Regions from separate parts of the Gossypium hirsutum genome. Here region 1 is linked to region 2. A link is a contact called in public Hi-C data. All regions are on one chromosome and are shown on one strand. The core of a region is the stretch at or near the end of the contact, and the rest is flanking DNA. Distances in the headings are between cores, read along the strand shown.

Region 1 (4,360 bases), core at 1,291-3,790, 130 kb before region 2:
GCTAATAAGTCAATTATACAAATACAATGATCAACAGTATAGATTAATCCTTGTATGTCTTTTATTGAGTGGAAATATCATAGGCCTTTATCAACCCATCTAGCATTTGCACAAGCAAAAAGAACCCAACAATAACAAAGTGCCTATAGCAATATCAACCAACACCAAAATATCCAATATTCAATATCAAACTAACAAAACAGTAGCTATACCAGCACAAACTCTGTACTAATACCAACCAAATCAAATATCTAATATCAAACTAACAAAATACCAAAGCTCTTCGCTTGCTTCTAATTTGCAACTGATTCTTGTGTGCTTACAGGATCTCCACCAGTTTGGCGTTTCCTATTTGGTGATTTCAACTTCACTGAAGAGCTTGCAGTTGATGTCTGACCTGACTGTGTTGTATTTGATCTTAATCCAGACTGAAAATTATAAAATTATAGCGAGGTAAGTAATTATAAATTAGCAGAAATTGAAATATTGCTAAACTAAAGTGAAACTCTTTAACTTGTAAGTTTTCTTCTGTTAGAGAATGTTAAAGTGAAACTCACATATGAATAAACATCACAAACTATTATGTCTACTGGACCTAAATTTTAGCTTGAGTCATGCAATCATGTACGCAAATTCTGAAGTGCGAATTTCTTATATCCCCGGACAGCGGCCTCAAAAGTGTATAATATCTAAACTAAATTTCAATTATACTGACCTTATAGTGATGGCAGCAGTACTAGACCTGACTCCTCTTCCAAATAATACCAAGTGGCATTCTTAAGTTTTAAATTAAGCGAATGAATTCAATCAGCTAAGGTAACAACATAAAATGGCTTCTATAAATATTAGGTAATCCAAGTCAAAGCTAGTAAATACCTTGACTTATATCAACAGATGGTCTCCGTTCTTTCACCCACTGGTAGCTTTGTGGAAGCCTCCATCCTTTAGATTTCATCAAGAAAGCTACTACAATAGCTGGTGACCTTTTAGAAAGAATATAATCATCCTCACTAGCAATTTGTCCCATTTAAATAAGTGTAAACACACCTAAGCATTTTTGCCTCAATGCTAGTTGATCCCCCCTCCCCAATTAAAAGAAAAATGAGGTATTACACACATACAAAACAGGTAATCTCCTATTTGCAAAAACACACTTGGGTGTAAGGCATCTTATAGAGAAAGATTTAGGGGTGAGGTCCAACTAGGTTCTTCCACCGTAGTTTATATGCAAAATCCTATTTTCAGCATTCAAATTTGAATTTTCTTTCTTGTATAATATAAGATAAAAGAGAAAGAGGAAAACACTACTTCAACATGCTCATGTTTGTTTTAGTGTGCTACTTGGATAACAAAAGAATAGAGCAGTAAAATAAAAATCAACCTATTTTTTCCTGACATGCAGTGAACAAGGACTCGAGCCTTATTCTGCTCACATTGCTCTGCAAAAATGAACCACATGTCATAATATACCGACGAGAATGTAAAACTATGCAACACGTCAACTCGAAGTGTCTGAGCTATTGTTCCTGTATCTGCAAGCAAAACTCCCCAACTTCCATTTTTAACTAGGTTAATGAAAGGGCATCATGAGCAGGGCAAACCACACAAGATTATGAAGTTGGAAAAAGTGATTGAGATGTAAAGAAAATATTTCAACATAGTTTCAAATTTGTGAACATGCAGAGCCCCTAGGAAAATATATATTTAATTCTGCTCAAATCAACCTCTTGAAATTTGCAAAGGAAAAAATGTTTGATGTATCAAAGAGGGAATACCAAAGTCATGCACAAAAGAGGTGATACCAAAATTAACCTTTACTGCAAACTGAAACTTGACAATACAACACAAATATTCCGCACCTAAAAATTGTACTGCATCATCAAATATCTATGGAAGAAATTGGAAGAGACAAAGTAGAAAAGGAAGATAGTGTTTTGTTACCAAATATCTATGGACTCGATTGAATAAAAAAATGAACAGATAGGGAAATGGCCTACTCTCTCTCTCGATGCTTTGTTTTTGTTAATGCCATAAAAGAAGAATGCTAAATGTTGCAGCAAGCAGCTAGCGTACAGAATGAAAGATAGAATGCCACTAGATCAATGATGAAAGTAGCTATGGTTTAGTGATAGTGTCCGTGGAGAGGTGAAAGAATTGCTTTGGTTCAAGTCAGGAAAGAATCTGACTAAGAAAGAAAGGCTCTATGTTTCATAGAAATAGAGGCATACTATATAAGAGCAGAAAATCAAAGAAAAAAAACAAATCTAGGGTAATAGAAGAGCAAGCATAAACTGAATGATGCAAAACCCAGAAACAAATAGATTTTAAATAAAGCATAAAAGAAGAAGAAGAAGAAGACTCTTCAACAGACTGATACAAAATCTAAACAGATTCAATATCCAAATAGATTCTTCAACAAAAGAAAAAAAATGAAGAAGAAGATTTGAGTGAGAGAGGTCACAAATTGAATGAAATATAGAGTAAAGCATAAAAAAGTTACCTTGAGCTTTGTTTCAGGAAGGGAACTGGTCCAATTGGATAAAGAAGGAGAAGGATAGAAGGAGGAGGAAAGATGGAAAATGTCTTACAGAAATAAAATCGGTAAGACATTTTCCCCAAAATCCCTTATCATTTTCTCGTGTTTCTGAAAATGTTTTACCAATGTAAGTGATTTTCAAGCAAACAAACACTGGAAAATCAGGAAAACATTTTCCGGAAAATGTTTTCCTGGTAAACAAGCAGACCCCTAGACTTGTTTTCAGTCCCCCGATTGATTCGATCTATGGATTAGTAAATAGTAGCAGGTAACTTGTGGCATTGCATGTAGTAGTGGTGGATTTAATCAGAACTAATTGACCTGCTGGTGATAAAAGGTTAGCCTTCCAACGAATAAGTTTGCCACAAATTCTTTCCATAATAAAAGAATAATTTTCTTCTTCATTCATGTTTTTGAAGAAAAGAAAATTTGATACTAAAACTAATTACACGACAAAATTAATAAAATAAATAACTCATGGAGTTAAAAAAATAACTCTTTAACTTAAAGAAAATAAATGTAATTATTTACAAAAAAAAATTAAAATGAATGTACACAGTTGGTTTGATTTATTAATTATCTTTTTGAAACTTTTTAGTAAACAAACCTATGCATCCATTTTGAAATCTTTTTTTAGATAATTAAGTTTATTTTCTTTAAATTAAGAGTTATTTTTTTTAATTCCATGTATGATTTGTTTATTTTATTATTTTTCACATGTAATTATCTTATTGGATTACCTAAGTAATAAATTACATCTCATTAAAAATATTCTACATCTCCCTTTAATTTTTTTTAAATCGTGCTTTCATCAAATTTGTAAGAAAAAACAAATTGACAAAAGAATAAAAAAAATAAAGATTGAAGGCAAAAAAAAAAAACTGAAAAATAAAGATTGGTTTTTAATAGGTTTAATACATAACTTGGTACATGAGTTTGACCTCTTTTTTTTTTTTTTCTAATCTGGTACTTATATCATTTATTGGTCCAATTTGATGCATGTATTTAATAAAAGTTAGTTTTTCATATTTAATTCAAGTTTTAGAGTTAATTTGATAAAAAAACATAATTAGTTAATAATATTAGCAATCGATTTTCATCAAATTAACCTTAAAACTCGAATTAAAACACATTCATCGAATTGTGTTTGACAAATTAAACGCAAAATTAAACAAATTCATAATTAGTACTAAATTTATTCTATTAACAAAATCATGAAAAATTCAAACCTAATAATATTAGCAATTTGCTTTCATCAAATTAATTGTAAAACTTGAATAAAACACTAAATAAATAACACTATTACTTTTGGATACCAAAATATATAACTTTTGTAACTTTTTTAAATAATTTAATTTTATTATTTCAACTAAATCTTTAGTTAAAATTTATAAATATATAGCAAATTAACTCAAATTATATTATAAATGAGTCAACATATATTGAAACATTACGTGAAGCGGGGATCCTTGACGAGGGCAATTACTGTCTCTTAAAGGAAACTCCAAGATTTCACACCATTTAGCAATCCTACCCAAATAAAGTGCTCATTATGATCAACCTACTTTCATTCTTTACATCATATCATACTCCTCTTTCCTTTTCTTCACATGCATTCCAATGTGTCTCCTCCAAGCAATGTTTTCCTTACATTTTAACTAACCACCCCTCACATAATTTTCACAAATTTTAAAATCTTAATTTTATCAATATAAACCTTGGTGATATGGAAACGACTTTAAAGTTGCCAGAAGAAATCGAGAAATAAGGGGAACGAGTGGAAGTGAATTTCTTTCTCAGATATTCAGGCCAAATTTGAAATAT
Region 2 (4,390 bases), core at 40-2,539:
ACCTATCCATATAGTACTATATACTATAATTTAATTTATATTTATTATTTAAATCAAATATGTTTTTAATCTATATGCAAACTTATTTTAATATTATATTTTTAATAGTATTTTTTTTTACTTTTTACATTCATTATTACATTTTAGTCCAAACACATCTTGTACCCTTAATTTACTACAATAATTAATTTTAATGTCATCATTTTTGTAATTTCACCATTCATCCATAAGACATGTGATAAATTTTTTTTATCTATTTTTATTAAAATTAAGATTTAAAAAATAATTATGCTAAAATTTCTCAAGTAATTTGATATTTTCTCTCGATTACTATTTCAACCGTATTTACTTAATAATTCATTGCAAGTGAGTTTTGTCTGTTAATAAAAAAAGTTTTAACAAATAAAAAATATAAAAAAATATGTTAAAAGAGATGAAGAAAGAAAGAAAATAGAGAGAGAATTAGAAGAGAATAAAAAAAAAAGTTAAAAAAAAACATAAAAAATTATTAAATTGCATAAAATAAAAAAAAATATGGATATCAATTATATAATTTAATTTAAATTTTTTGTTTGTAATGAATATTTAATGTGTTATGTCAATTTACCGTTATATCATTAATTATAATTAATAATTTAATGACTAAAATATTATAATACATTAAAGTAAAAAATTAAAATGTAACCTAAAATAAATAAAATTAATTACTTTAATAGTTAAAGAAAAAGTTAAATCTAAAATAGGGAAGGAAAGGCAACATATATGAGTGGGATCCAAGATCTAAAATGGGAGAAGTTAAATATTGATTAATACAAGGAAGCCCGATGGACAGCCATCCAACAGGCAAAAGTTTCCCGAGGTCTCGGTCATAGAGCAATCCAAGGTCACGTGACCATTAAAACACAACTTAAGTAAAGGACACGTGATGGCGGCTGATGGCCTATGTGCGGTACAGGTGATTTACCATCGAGTGACGTAACATGCTAACTACCTTACCCAGTGAAAAAGGTAAATTAACATATATCGTCGTTTTATCGTGATATATTGAGTTTTTATTTCAAGAAATGCTAAAAATTATTTATTTATATGTTTGAAATTAACTGTTTAAAGGATCCAACTTATCAGATTAATGGTATTTATATCCTCAAATGTAATTTGAATTCGCTTCACATAATTGGTTAGAGATGAGGATGGAGTAGTTGCCGAGATTTTGAGACCAACGGTAAAAACGAGAAAAGAAAGAAAGAAAAATTGACTGCTAAACAACTCCTCCTCCTACAAGTGAACCACAAGCCAAGAAACGCAAAGCAGTAACTTTCCCTCTCTCTCTCTCTCTCTCTCTCTGCTTTGCTTTGCTTTGCTTTTTATGTTTTGTCTGTCTGTCTCTCCACAACGCTACTACTCAAACAAGCACTGCAACTTCTCATTGAACCAAAACCCAAAGAATATATCAAATCAATTCCTAATCAAAACCAACTTCTTCACTGTTTCTTCAACCATTCAAGTTATACTACTACTATGGGTATTCTACATGACGACGTTGTGATTATAAGGCCGTCGGAGAAAGAAGGAGACCCCTCTCTTATCACTGTTAACTGCCCTGATAAAACTGGTTTAGGCTCTGATTTATGCCGCATCTTGCTCTTTTTTGGTCTTAGCATTGTCCGAGGAGGTAATTCCAAATCCCCCCCTCCCCTTGTTCTTTTAAACCAAGCTTGCATGTTTTTCCCCACTTTTTCCATTACTTTTTTAAAAACTTGGTTTTGATTTTGGTTTTAATGATGAGCATTTGGGAAGTATATCAAAAGTTTGATCATTTGGACTTAAGTTTTGGTCACATGGTTTAGACTTCTTTATGATATATATATATGTTTTAAAAAAAAAGAAAGAAAATTAATTAATGATTATGTTGGGGGGATTTGTTTTGTGAAGATGTATCTACGGATGGGAAATGGTGTTATATAGTATTTTGGGTGGTTTGTAAGCCAGCGACAAGGTGGGAATTGTTGAAGAAAAGACTAGTTCAGGCTTGCCCTTCTTGCTCTTCTGCTTCTGGAATTTCTTATTACCGTTCTGAGTTGCAGTCTCCTAAGCCTCCTGATGTCTTTCTCATCAAGCTTTGTTGTGTTGATAGAAAAGGCCTTCTGCATGGTAATCACTTTTTCCTTTTTCAAGATTTTGAGCTCTAAAATGTGGTTAAAAACTTTGATCAGTGAATGAATTTTAGATGTTTTGGTTTGGCAGATGTGACACAAGTTCTCTCTAGTCTTGAACTCAATATACAGAAAGTGAAGGTATCAACAACTCCTGATGGAACAGTGGTGGACCTTTTCTTCATCACAGACACCAGGTTCAGTTTATGTGTTATGTTTGTTAGCCAGGATCAGTTGTTAAAAAACAGCATGTATTTGCCTTCTATTCAAACTACATATGTGTATGTCTAAATGATATTACTGCTCGTGGTAACCCTGATACGCTAAGGCCTCTTGCATCTCTACCTTGAGTCATATCCTTTGGTAATATTATGATTTTTTTTTTCAGGGAATTATTACATACAAAAAATAGGCAAGAGGAGACTTATAAAGCATTGGAAGATGTTATGCAGGAAGCTGTGATTAGCTTTAACATTGAAAAGGTTGGACCAGAAATTACGGCATGTTCTCAAGCATCTCCATATCTTCCGTCTGCAATAACTGATGATATTTTCAACTTAGAGATGTCCAATGACCTCCCAAGTGTATCACTTACTTCCAACAATGTTTGTGTCACGATGGACAACTCACTCAGTCTTGCTCACACGCTTGTTCAGATTGTTTGTCAAGATCATAAAGGTCTTTTATACGACATAACGCGAACTCTAAAGGATTACAACATTCAGGTAGATTGTTTTTCCAAATTTTATTGTCAATGTTCAGTATTATGATGTGCATCTGTCTATCATAATTGGCTTGAATCCTTTCCAAACTGCGGAAGCTCCGTTTTACTTTTTAAATTTTCAATTGGGAAGGGAATCGTGCTTAGCCTGAAAACTAGTTCCACCCTGTTAATGCCTCAGTTTCGTTATGTGACTAGATTTCATATGGACGCTTCTATATAAAACAAGGAAGAAAGTGTGAGATTGACTTGTTTATAATGCAATCCGATGGGAAGAAGATAGTTGATCCTAGCAAGCAAACTGCATTGTCGTCGCGTCTGAAAATGGAACTGCTCCAACCACTAAGAGTAACTGTAGTGAGCCGGGGTCCTGACACTGAGCTTCTAGTTGCAAATCCCGTAGAGTTATCAAGCAAGGGCCGGCCTCTTGTTTTTTATGACATTACCCTTGCTCTAAAGATGCTTAATACTTGCATCTTCTCGGTACTTCCTCAACTCTCTCCCTGATATGCTTTCTGTATTTTTGTTGCTTAAAAACTAGCTTGCTTCATTGGGAGTTTGAACTTAACACTGCATTAGAGTTGATATAATGTGGCTGTAAGTTTTACACATCTTTTCTGCAATATGTGCTTTTCTTGATTATTCCTCTTCGCTGTTCCTGTCTGTCCGAACATAAATCAATGCATTACTTTTGTTATACCACTTGATTCGGACAAAAAACTGATTTATTTGGAATCTAGTGTCTGTCCCTTTTTATTCTGGAAATTTGCATGGTTAACCTTTTCGAGTCTGCATATTTTTCAGGCAGAGATTGGGAGACACATGATCGGAGATCGAGAGTGGGAAGTTTACAGGATTCTACTAGATGAAGGGGCTAGTTCATCCATTCTGAGACGAAAGGTTGAGGAAGAAGTTTGGAAGCGCTTGATGGGTTGGGAATAACTATGATTGGTCACAACATTGCCCCCTCCACAATGGCCGTTGCTAGCGCAGCTGTACAGTATACTTTACCCTGCCACCACCATGTGGAGTCGGTGTAAATATGGATCACTTTTCTAGAACTTCGCACCTTACACGTCCAGCTTCTGAGGCTAACCTTGCAATATAGGAACCAGTTGGTAGGAAGTAGATAAAAGGAACAGTAAGTTGTTATGGCCATGTATACATGAATGTATCATAGAGGTAGATATCATGCATATATTGTTTGTGTAAAGTATCTTTGATTGTGGACCCTTTTCTGTGGGTCAGTTTGGTTTTAAATGAAAAGCAATCCAACCAAATTTCTAGTGTCATTTTTCATTTCCACATCATTTTGGTGCCAATCTTTATATCCAACACCCATCTCCGAGTCCGGGTTAGCATCGACTGTAGTAAAAAAAGGGATCATCAAGTGGTACAAAGATAGCAACACGATTAACATTGTGGTTCCTGGTCATTAATAATATTCCTTCTTTCTTTGTGGTTGTTGGGAACTTCTTTGCTCTTGGTTTGCGACTTATCCAACAAAACTAGATAA

The links. A called contact is a pair of places that touch in the nucleus more often than the background predicts.
Region 1: a contact with region 2 is called in a Hi-C map of fibers, with 5 times the contacts expected there. The contact joins the enhancer-like site here to the promoter of LOC107948599 in region 2. A contact is called at or near these places in 15 of 34 Hi-C or Micro-C datasets (anther, callus, fibers and 4 more).

What each region holds. Positions count from the first base shown.
Region 1 is chrA04:65,350,616-65,354,975 of Gossypium_hirsutum_v2.1, reverse strand. No RefSeq gene overlaps it. Among protein-coding and RNA genes, the nearest start is that of LOC107931215, 14 kb to the left of the region's middle. Within about 2 kb of position 2,540, at least 4 of the 9 cell types and tissues checked have an H3K27ac peak or open chromatin away from gene starts, as enhancers often do. A contact at or near this core is called in fibers, where this site is marked.
Region 2 is chrA04:65,220,445-65,224,834 of Gossypium_hirsutum_v2.1, reverse strand. LOC107948599 (ACT domain-containing protein ACR10) reads left to right here and starts at 1,289. Exons shown (of 6, transcript XM_016883213.2): 1 at 1,289-1,672; 2 at 1,933-2,151; 3 at 2,245-2,350; 4 at 2,542-2,878; 5 at 3,073-3,357; 6 at 3,679-4,166. The coding sequence starts at 1,519. The coding sequence ends at 3,816.